Linked DNA regions of Bicyclus anynana: regions 2 and 3 are each linked to region 1. A link is a contact called in public Hi-C data. All regions are on one chromosome and are shown on one strand. The core of a region is the stretch at or near the end of the contact, and the rest is flanking DNA. Distances in the headings are between cores, read along the strand shown. Region 1 holds the start of LOC112051921 (ataxin-1-like). Region 2 overlaps LOC112051921 (ataxin-1-like). Region 3 has its middle 24 kb from the start of LOC128198818.

Region 1 (2,941 bases), core at 137-2,636:
GAATGATAAGGATGATCCTTTAAGGGTATCACCAAACCACGATTGTTAGAATTATGATTGTTGAAGAACCAATCACATTTGAGACAAAAGAAATAGCTCCATCCGCTTCAGTACTACGTACAATATCACAATATTTTTGCGTCGGGTCTAGAAGTGGGAGACAAAGATCTTGGTACAAAACACATTTGGTATAAAAGGGTAGGTAACGCTGGCATATTACACTTTAGGAACTATTAGCGCTAGTGAAGAAGTTCTAAAGCTTTCGGTTTCTGAATGTGGCAGTCTAAATATTTTGTAACTAAGCTTTGTATTCATTCTACAGAAAATGGTTTGCAATAGGTATAGATAAAATTTAAAGGGTTATTTATTTAAACAATGATATCGCAAATTATTATTAACCGAATTTTAGCTTTCTGAGCAACAATGAATAATGGACAGTTTAGATTTCAGAACAGTCGCAGGATAAGGCTGAGCTGAAGGCATACTTATGGAGTGACAGGTAGAGACAATGTAGAGCCACGGCAGGCAGCAGGCGCCGAGAGTGTGGTCGACACGCTCGGATCAGATACAACCTAAATAAAGCGGGCCAGCAGGGAGTAGCCGTCTCGACTCTCGGACGGAACACGCACACACGCGGCCGGCACACACGCCCACGCCGCGCACACAGGCGCGCCTCACGCACACATTCGTCGCCAGACGAAAATAAAATCCACTCCTTATGCGCCATGCAAATAGGAAGCCGCCGGGACATAATAGCGTTACCCGGCTGATTGAGCGAGCAGTCAGCAGATCCTTACGTTTCGTGGCACTGTCGTTGGACGGTCACGGGCGCAGCATCTCAGGCCGCAGGTCACGACGCTCGGTCGGAGATCTCATCCGAGGCACCGTCTCAGAACTGGTTTTGCACGCACGCTCCTATGGAAAAGTACACGGGCGTGACGTCCACGAACATTCGGCACTCGCGATATCGCGGCTGTCTCACTGCGGTCACTCGGCAGGAAAATCAACGGGCGGAGATTAGCATGAATGATATCATGAGTCGTCACGAGAGGACGCAAATGAGGTGCGACGACGACGCGGGTCGCAACGCGACTGGCGGCGGCGGCACTACGGAGCTCCGTGCGTAGTGAGTGGCCGTGAGGCGCGGGGACGAGGAAACCCGGCGCGAGTACGGCGCGCCCGGCCGACCCACGCGAGGGGCCCGGGGGACACTCGGCCGCGGGGGGAGGGGCGCGGATTAATCACGTAGTAAGTATGCCCCCCGGGGCCGCGCGCCCGCGCCCGCCCCGCGCATAGAACCTGCGCGCACCGATACATGAATAAATACTAAATGCAACCGACGCTCGTCGTGCCAGACTGAAACCGGACACTTTGTCGAAGCTAAATGAATTCCTGGGTGAGCGTTGCCACCGAATCTTGGCTCGGGCGCCGTCGGCGGCGAGGCGCCGCACCTCCGCTCGCCACATCGACTTGTGATGCAATTCTGTAATCGCTTTAAGAAAGTTATCAATCGACTCTCGGAATTCAATGCCATACGCTTCCACTATCCGTTGGTTCTTTTATATAAAGTTTCATAATCTGTAACTGTAAAACTGTCTTACAATGTTGCATCCAACAGCCGAACGTTTAGTGAATCTGTGTATTCCGGTTAGGGTTTTTCCCAACCTAAGCTGCCGGTTCTAAGAACAAATCCGACATGTTACTTACAGTATGTGTAGGTACCTTAGCAAAATATTCCAAACATTAAAAGCTTACGTTACCATGTTTCTGACTTTTAATTAGGTTTAGCGGTAAAAACCACTCAAAGGCAAAGTTTACTTTCTTTAGAGAGGGACTGAGAAAGCGCTTTTATAAAAGCTATTTGTAAGCTGTAAAAAAGTTACAGCCCTTAAATTGCACCGCTCTCCGCGGATCAATTAGCCGATCAGAACCTCCAAAGTTACAACGGTCCTAAATATTGGCTGTTCAATAAACTTTGACGGCCTCCGTAGCGCAGTGGTATGCGCGGTGGATTTACACGACGGAGGTCCTGGGTTCGATCCCCAGCTGGGCAGATTGAGATTTTCTTAATTGGTCCAGGTCTGGCTAGTGGGAGGCTTCGGCCTTGGCTAGTTACCACTCCACCGACAAAGACGTACCGCCAAGCGATTTAGCGCTCCGGTACGATGTAGTGTAGAAACCGAAAGGGGTGTGGATTTTCATCCTCCTCCTAACAAGTTAGTCCGCTTCCATCTTAGATTGCACCATCACTTACCATCAGATGAGATTGTAGTCAAGGGCTAACTTGTAAAGAGTAAAAACAAACTATCTGGTTAATAAATGTAATTCTACCGCGAAACTTCTCTCGGAACATTTTAACCCTCAGAGAGAATTAGATTTTACGATTTTATCTACATAGAGTTTACTTTAGGCTTCGGCCCTGACTACCTACATATACCAGTAAATAGAGATGATAATATGATGTATAAATAAGAACCTGGCTAGAGAAATGACTTAATAGAAGCTTGAGTGACAATTTCTTCGATTATAGGCGGTATTAACATTCATTATTTATGTTATTATGGAGGGGGGTATCAGTTTTGATATAAATAAGAGGGTATTTGATGACTTGAGTTCAGTTGTTTGTTAGGCAGCGTTGACACCGTCACGCTGCCAGACGCGTTAGTGATTTTGTGCAATAATGTTTTGTGTTGTAATTATTGTTTATCATAAACTGTTTTGTGTGGGCATGGAGACCATGTCGAGCAGGGAAGGTGAACATTTTTGCGTTATGAAAGGATCCTTTAATCCTTCTCTCAAGGTCACAAGTCCTGGGACCTGCTCGAGGTATTTCCTCTACCACAAAATAATGGTACAATCACTGTAGCTGCTACCCGACATGACACACTTGTGTCTTGAAGAAACAACATTTTATTTTATCACTTTTCTCGCTCAAAAAATT
Region 2 (2,949 bases), core at 248-2,747, 49 kb before region 1:
CATAGGTTTTAACCCTCATGTGATTGTTATGTCCTCAATAGCTCAATAGTAAAGGGGCTGGAAACACGTCAAGAGGTTGTGAGTTGTACCCACTCCTAACAAAGTCTTTTCCTACTAATTTGAGGGGATATATTTAAATGATGTGACTAATATTTTGTAACAAAATGTTTACTGCTGACAAGGAAAACCTTCAGATCTGACAGCCTTGTGATAGCCATTTCTAATTTTATACCTACTAATTCAAACCGAGCAAAAATACACCGCTTACCCCGTGGATTCATAACGAACTGGAGGAGGAATTTAACAATACAATGACCCTAGTGTAAAATTCCTGGAGAGGAGCAAAAACCCCTTATTGACGAATTTGGGCAGAATTTGTCCGATTTGCACGGACTAAACGACCTCCTCTTGACTCTGAAGCCAGCATGGTGCCGCGATGCATTTCTTTATAACAACTCTATTGTGTAATGCCAACCCTAGTTAAAAGCCTTGTGCCAGCCACTGGTTTACCTGTGAGCGGTTCCTATCGTATGTGAGGGTGAGCGCCAGCCGCTCCCCGCGCTCATCCAGCCGCAGCAGCGTGCACTGCGTCAGCGCCAACTCGCCGCTTCTCTCTGAACTCATCACGAAGTCTTCTGTGCGCATCTCTTCTACGCGCCGCAGGGTACCGTCTTCCAGTCGTATTAACGCGCCGCGACAGAAGTAGGGGGCCGGTGCGCCTCTTTCTGGCGATGGTGGAGGTTCCTGGAATATTATAATGATTGTTTAGACTAAAAACAATTATGTTAAGGGGTCCTAGTTAAAGCCTTGAAGTTCTGGGTTGGTTTTTGCTGTTTTGTCGTGTTTGCTAGCAGGCTTCGACTCTGCAAGGTTTGAATCGTCAATTAGGAAATATTTTTGAAGGAATTTTCAGTAGCAGCGTGGAGGCAGAAAGTGTTGTGTCAAACCAACATTTTAAAGGGTAGGGTACGTTAAACCTTAGATCCTGGTCATTATTACCTATTAACGTCTGAGAGTGAATGAAAAGGCAAATATTATCACCAAGCAATTGAATAACATGGTGGATCTAAGCTTTTGGAGCTTAGGTCCATCACGCCCCTAGATCCCCCTGTAATAAACGGATGGACAAGACCGTTTAATTCGAGACGGCCGCTGTTTGCCTGCGACAAACCCACCAGAAACCTACGTGGTCCAAGTGAATTTCGTCAACTTGAAATAAATCAAGCTATTTGTGAAAAAGCACGGTGGGAATCTTCCTCACAGTCATTGAAGAGGTTAGCAGTTGATGATAAACGTTTATCTGTAGATGTGCTTTTGGGACGCGTCACCAAGGTCGCCAACTCATATCGAAGCAGCGTGACTCCAAATCCACTCTCCCAAATGGATGAGTTCTGTAGTGGGCCAAGTGTAAGTTGTTCTTACCTCTCGCGGAGGAGGCTGGGGCGCCGCCGCCGGCACGGGCGGCGAGTGCGGGGAGTGCGGCGCGGGAGGCGGCGGCACGAAGCCCGACGACGGCCTCGGCCGGATAGGGTACGCGGACGGCTGCGGCGCGCGCGCTCGGTACAAGTAGCTCGCGTAGCTCGCGGGGTGCGGCAGGAAGGGGTACGTAGGAGGCACGGGCGCGAAGCTCGGCGCGGGCGGGGGCATGGGGTCGCGCGGGCGCCGTGGCGGGTAGCGCGGGTAGGGGCGCGGCGGCGGCGCCAGGAACTCCGGCGTCATGTTGGCCGGCGGGTACAGGTGGCTCAGCTGCAGCTGCCCCAGCTGGACCAGCGCCTCGCCGGGGAGGCTCGCCGAGATCATTGGACGAGCTGGAAAAAAAAAGAATATTATTAACATCAGTGTATTTTTAATGGACAATACAGGACTTTCCTCCTTAGAGGACATCATCAGCTTATTTTTAACGGACAATACAGGACTTTCCTCCTTAGAGGATATCATCAGCTTTTTTTAACGGACAATACAGGACTTCCCCTCCTTAGATGATATCAACAGCCTGTTTTTAACGGACATAATAAGACTTCCTCCCTTAGGGGATATCATCAGCCTATTTTTAACGAACAACACAGGAATTCCCTCCTTAGGGCATATCATCAGCCTATGTTTAACGGACAATACAGGGCTTCCCTTCTTACGGGATATCATCAGCCTATTTTAACGGCCCATTACAGGGCACCCTTCTTAGGAGATATAGAGCTTAGATCAGAAATTGTAGACATTGCAATACCGCTGCAATGTAGCTTGTCTGTCAGCTTTTTACCGGATATACTTCGGTGAGTGTGGGCAGAAACTTCACCATTTTTTTCCTCCTCCTTTCTACCACAAAAAAGCAAGACGCCGCGAACGGTGGCATCCTTACGGTGTGCATATTCAGGCAACTCGTATGAAACGATTAACTTTAAGTAGGTAAGTAATTTATGATAGAATTACTATAAGCAATACTCGTACTCGTATCATAGAAAAGGCTGAATTAAAACATTCACTACCCTATATGCTCAGTGTTCAAATAACATTTGTTACAGAAGCGCTCGATTACCATAAAACACTAATTAAATGTTAGTTTTTGTGGTAGCAACTCCACATCTGTGCGAGATCCTTGCGTGAGCCACTTTTGGTGATGAGATAAGAATGTGGAACAACGCTACGTCAACATTATAAATAGATTTTAGTCGTGTGCATAATATAACTTAGTAATTGGGTATACAAGATACGTGACGCGAATTCCGATCTTCCTATTGTTGTAAATAGTGCCTCGTAATATTTATTTTTAGTTAACTGAATGTACCGCTGTTTGTTTCTTGATAGTATTTAATTTTCTGGTACTAACAACAATTTTTTAAATCCTTTTTTTTAAGAATATTTGTTTGTATATTTTAGTCGGTAATGAGTGGGTACAACAATAGTCCAATGGGGCGGAGTTCGAACCACCACCCCTCGGTGATGAGTTCGATC
Region 3 (2,964 bases), core at 274-2,773, 58 kb after region 1:
CCAGTCCAGGTTCCAGCAGGACGTAACATACCAAATTCACTTTGACGTATGTTAGTGAACATACCAAATTCTTAAGTCACGTGAATATTATCATTATTTATATTGTGCATTAAATAAATAATCACGTATTCACTATTTATTTAATGCTAACTGATCAAAATTCAGAATATAGGTAAAAATCACATTCGATGCATATTGACAACCCTTCTTTGATATCATACCTACTCATAGTAAAAGTAGGTGACTTTTCCCGGTTGAATTCATTCTTCATCTAAAATGTTTAATTTGACTCAGCTCAGTTCGTTTAAAATAAACTTTCATAGATAAAAGGAAAAAATGTAAAATAAACATTCATAGATAAATCGTTCTAGCACATAATTTAAATAATGTCGTAGCTTTGTTGTAATCTACGAGCTTAATTTAAATAAATCACTAGCTTTAAGCTCAAGAAATCAAAGCGAGTTCGTTTTAATTAGTCTTAATTAGAATTAATAAAGTTTTCCCTGTTTTCCTCCTGCAAGCGACATCTAAAGCTAAGTTACACGAGGCGAGTTTCTAGATTGCAAATCTGTACTTATACAGGACTCGTAGTGAGTAAGTAAAGATTTTGTTTCCAAAAATTTGTCGTTTGTGTTCTTCGCCTTTCATTGCGAATTCTAAAAATAACAAAAATATTTTTAGAGAAATGAAAAATTAAAAAATAATTCTTAATCGAAATCATAGTTACAGAAAAAAAATATGAAAAATCTTTTATATTATAATATATTAAAGTCAACAAAAATAATTAAAATTCACAGTTGTTAATAGATTTTTATTTGTGTTTTTTGTTGAAATAATTGTGCATTTTATAATGTAGACACTTCTATCTTCTATATTCTATGAAACTGTCAATCAAATTGAAATTGAACCAGACAACTGATTTTATTATTTAACTAGCGCCCGCGACTTCATCCGCGTGGAATTCAGTTTTTACAAATCGCATATATCAATCGGTAAAAAGTAGTAAAATGTAATAAACTAGTAAATCCAGAGTAAAATCTATTTCCATTCCAAATTTCAGCCAAATCGCTTCAGTAGCCGCAGCGTAAAGGAGGAACAAACATACACACTAACACACACACAAACTTTCGCCTTTATAATATTAGTGTGATTCGTGTAATAAAGGACAGTAATTAGGACATAACATAAACGGTTCATTAATCAAATCTGTTCCCAGCAATGTATGTAAGATGGTCGGTCTCCTTTATGTATTGAAAAGGCTCAGATGAATAGCATGTTTTTTTTTAATTTACCGGGGAATGCACAAAAATAAAACAAACAACAGCTAAACTGACCACTCGAAAGATTATCGCTCGCGCCTAATTAGTATCATTAATTTATCCGAGTCCTTAATAGCTTGTTAAGACAAGAATAGAATGACTAAGTAGGGCATGCGTGCGTCTTAAAATAGTATCGTAAGTAGTGCGAATCGTTGATAGTTATTAAGGAGGCGGCTCAGTCGCTAAACAAACGATTGTCGACAATTAGTCAATTATCGCGAGGCTGCCGCCGAGTGCCGCCAGCGCGGGCGCATAGTGGACGCCGCGTAGTGCGGTAGCGATCTAGTGATGTGCGGGATAGGAGCTATCGATGAATTATTATATATTTTGTAATCTTCATTATAATTTATCAGCCTTGTTAACAGCCCACTACAAGGCCCCGCTTTCTTCGTTACAGAAAGGATTATAAACTTAGACGTACCACCCTGCTTCGATGCGGATTGACTACGACTTAATGATAGTGATCAAGACCGATGGCTAAACGAGCTCGCTCTCCGAAGCCCGCGTTTGTAACACCACCAATTTCCCAACTACGGGCTGTGAATTTTAACTAAACAATACATAGAAGAAAGAAAATTTCCCGACCCAGTTTCGGACTCAGGACCGCGTGATCCACGTAGGCTAACAAATAGACTAATGAAGCAAATAACGTTATACTAACCGACGCCTGCGACTTCGTCCGTCCTTAGAACCCCTTAATCCGGCTCTTGCAAAACCTTTTCTTAGTGAACGTCTATTGACTATGTTATTAACTATCTCTTTGTTAAATAACAACTTTGTACGACGAGCGGTTTTCGAGATATTGTAACGAGTGACCTTTCGCTTTTATATAATATCACATAGATTTGCATTATCATCGATATAATGTATGTAAGCCTAGTTCTGTAGTGGACCATTTGTAAATAGGTTGATTATGTGAATGTATTAATTTTCTTACGTGTAAGTCTTTTTAGTGTAAATTCTCAGAGATTGAAAAATTTCGACGACGGAAAAAAGTTCAATTTGAAAAGACAAATGGGTATTTTATCGATACTACCAAATATTCCCAACACTAGTAGCCGAGGTGAGGTACAGTTGCTGTGTTACTGCACAGCGGCAAGGACATCGACCCCGGCAACCTTGAGGCTGGCAATTAATTTCAATCCACATCGAAACTCGCACAAAGAGCGGCTTGCGCACAACACTATACAATGCAAGTTGATGAATACATCACTAATTTGTGAACTGTTACGTGTCAACTGACTGCCCATTGACCTTATAGTGCTACAAAGTTACGCATTTACGTTTATTGACTACTGAGTGTAATTGTAAACTTTGTACCTACCTAAAAAGTAACAAACGTTTCTGAATTTTGATGATGAGATTATGTAATGATGAATTTTCTTATTTAGACCTAAGTTTTAGCTCTATAGATGTAATTAAAAAAGCATGTTTTAAAAAGTATCAATAGCAATACTTCAAATAATACTCCTCTACTCACTATTTCCGATGTTCAAAGCTAAAAACTCTGTATTATATTTTTAAATACTTTTTTGGCAATGTATAGTCTATTATGATTTTATTTTCTTTTTATTAGTTTTATAGTTATTACTATTGTATTGTAATTACTGTTTTTGCCAAAATAAAATTAAATAAATAAATTTTC

Evidence for each region. Hi-C and Micro-C count contacts between places; a contact is called where the count stands out from the background.
Region 2: a Hi-C map of whole larva shows a contact between it and region 1, with 3 times the contacts expected there. The contact joins the enhancer-like site here to the promoter of LOC112051921 in region 1. A contact is called at or near these places in 2 of 2 Hi-C or Micro-C datasets (whole body and whole larva).
Region 3: a contact with region 1 is called in a Hi-C map of whole larva, with 4 times the contacts expected there. The contact joins the enhancer-like site here to the promoter of LOC112051921 in region 1. A contact is called at or near these places in 2 of 2 Hi-C or Micro-C datasets (whole body and whole larva).

What each region holds. Positions count from the first base shown.
Region 1 is chr15:9,019,077-9,022,017 of ilBicAnyn1.1, forward strand. LOC112051921 (ataxin-1-like) reads right to left here and starts at 1,387. Exons shown (of 4, transcript XM_024090778.2): 1 at 798-1,387.
Region 2 is chr15:8,969,939-8,972,887 of ilBicAnyn1.1, forward strand. LOC112051921 (ataxin-1-like) reads right to left here. Exons shown (of 4, transcript XM_024090778.2): 2 at 1,423-1,808; 3 at 511-744. The coding sequence starts at 1,800. Among protein-coding and RNA genes, the nearest start is that of LOC112051916, 16 kb to the left of the region's middle. Within about 2 kb of position 1,498, at least 8 of the 8 cell types and tissues checked have open chromatin away from gene starts, as enhancers often do.
Region 3 is chr15:9,077,433-9,080,396 of ilBicAnyn1.1, forward strand. No RefSeq gene overlaps it. Among protein-coding and RNA genes, the nearest start is that of LOC128198818, 24 kb to the left of the region's middle. Within about 2 kb of position 1,524, at least 8 of the 8 cell types and tissues checked have open chromatin away from gene starts, as enhancers often do.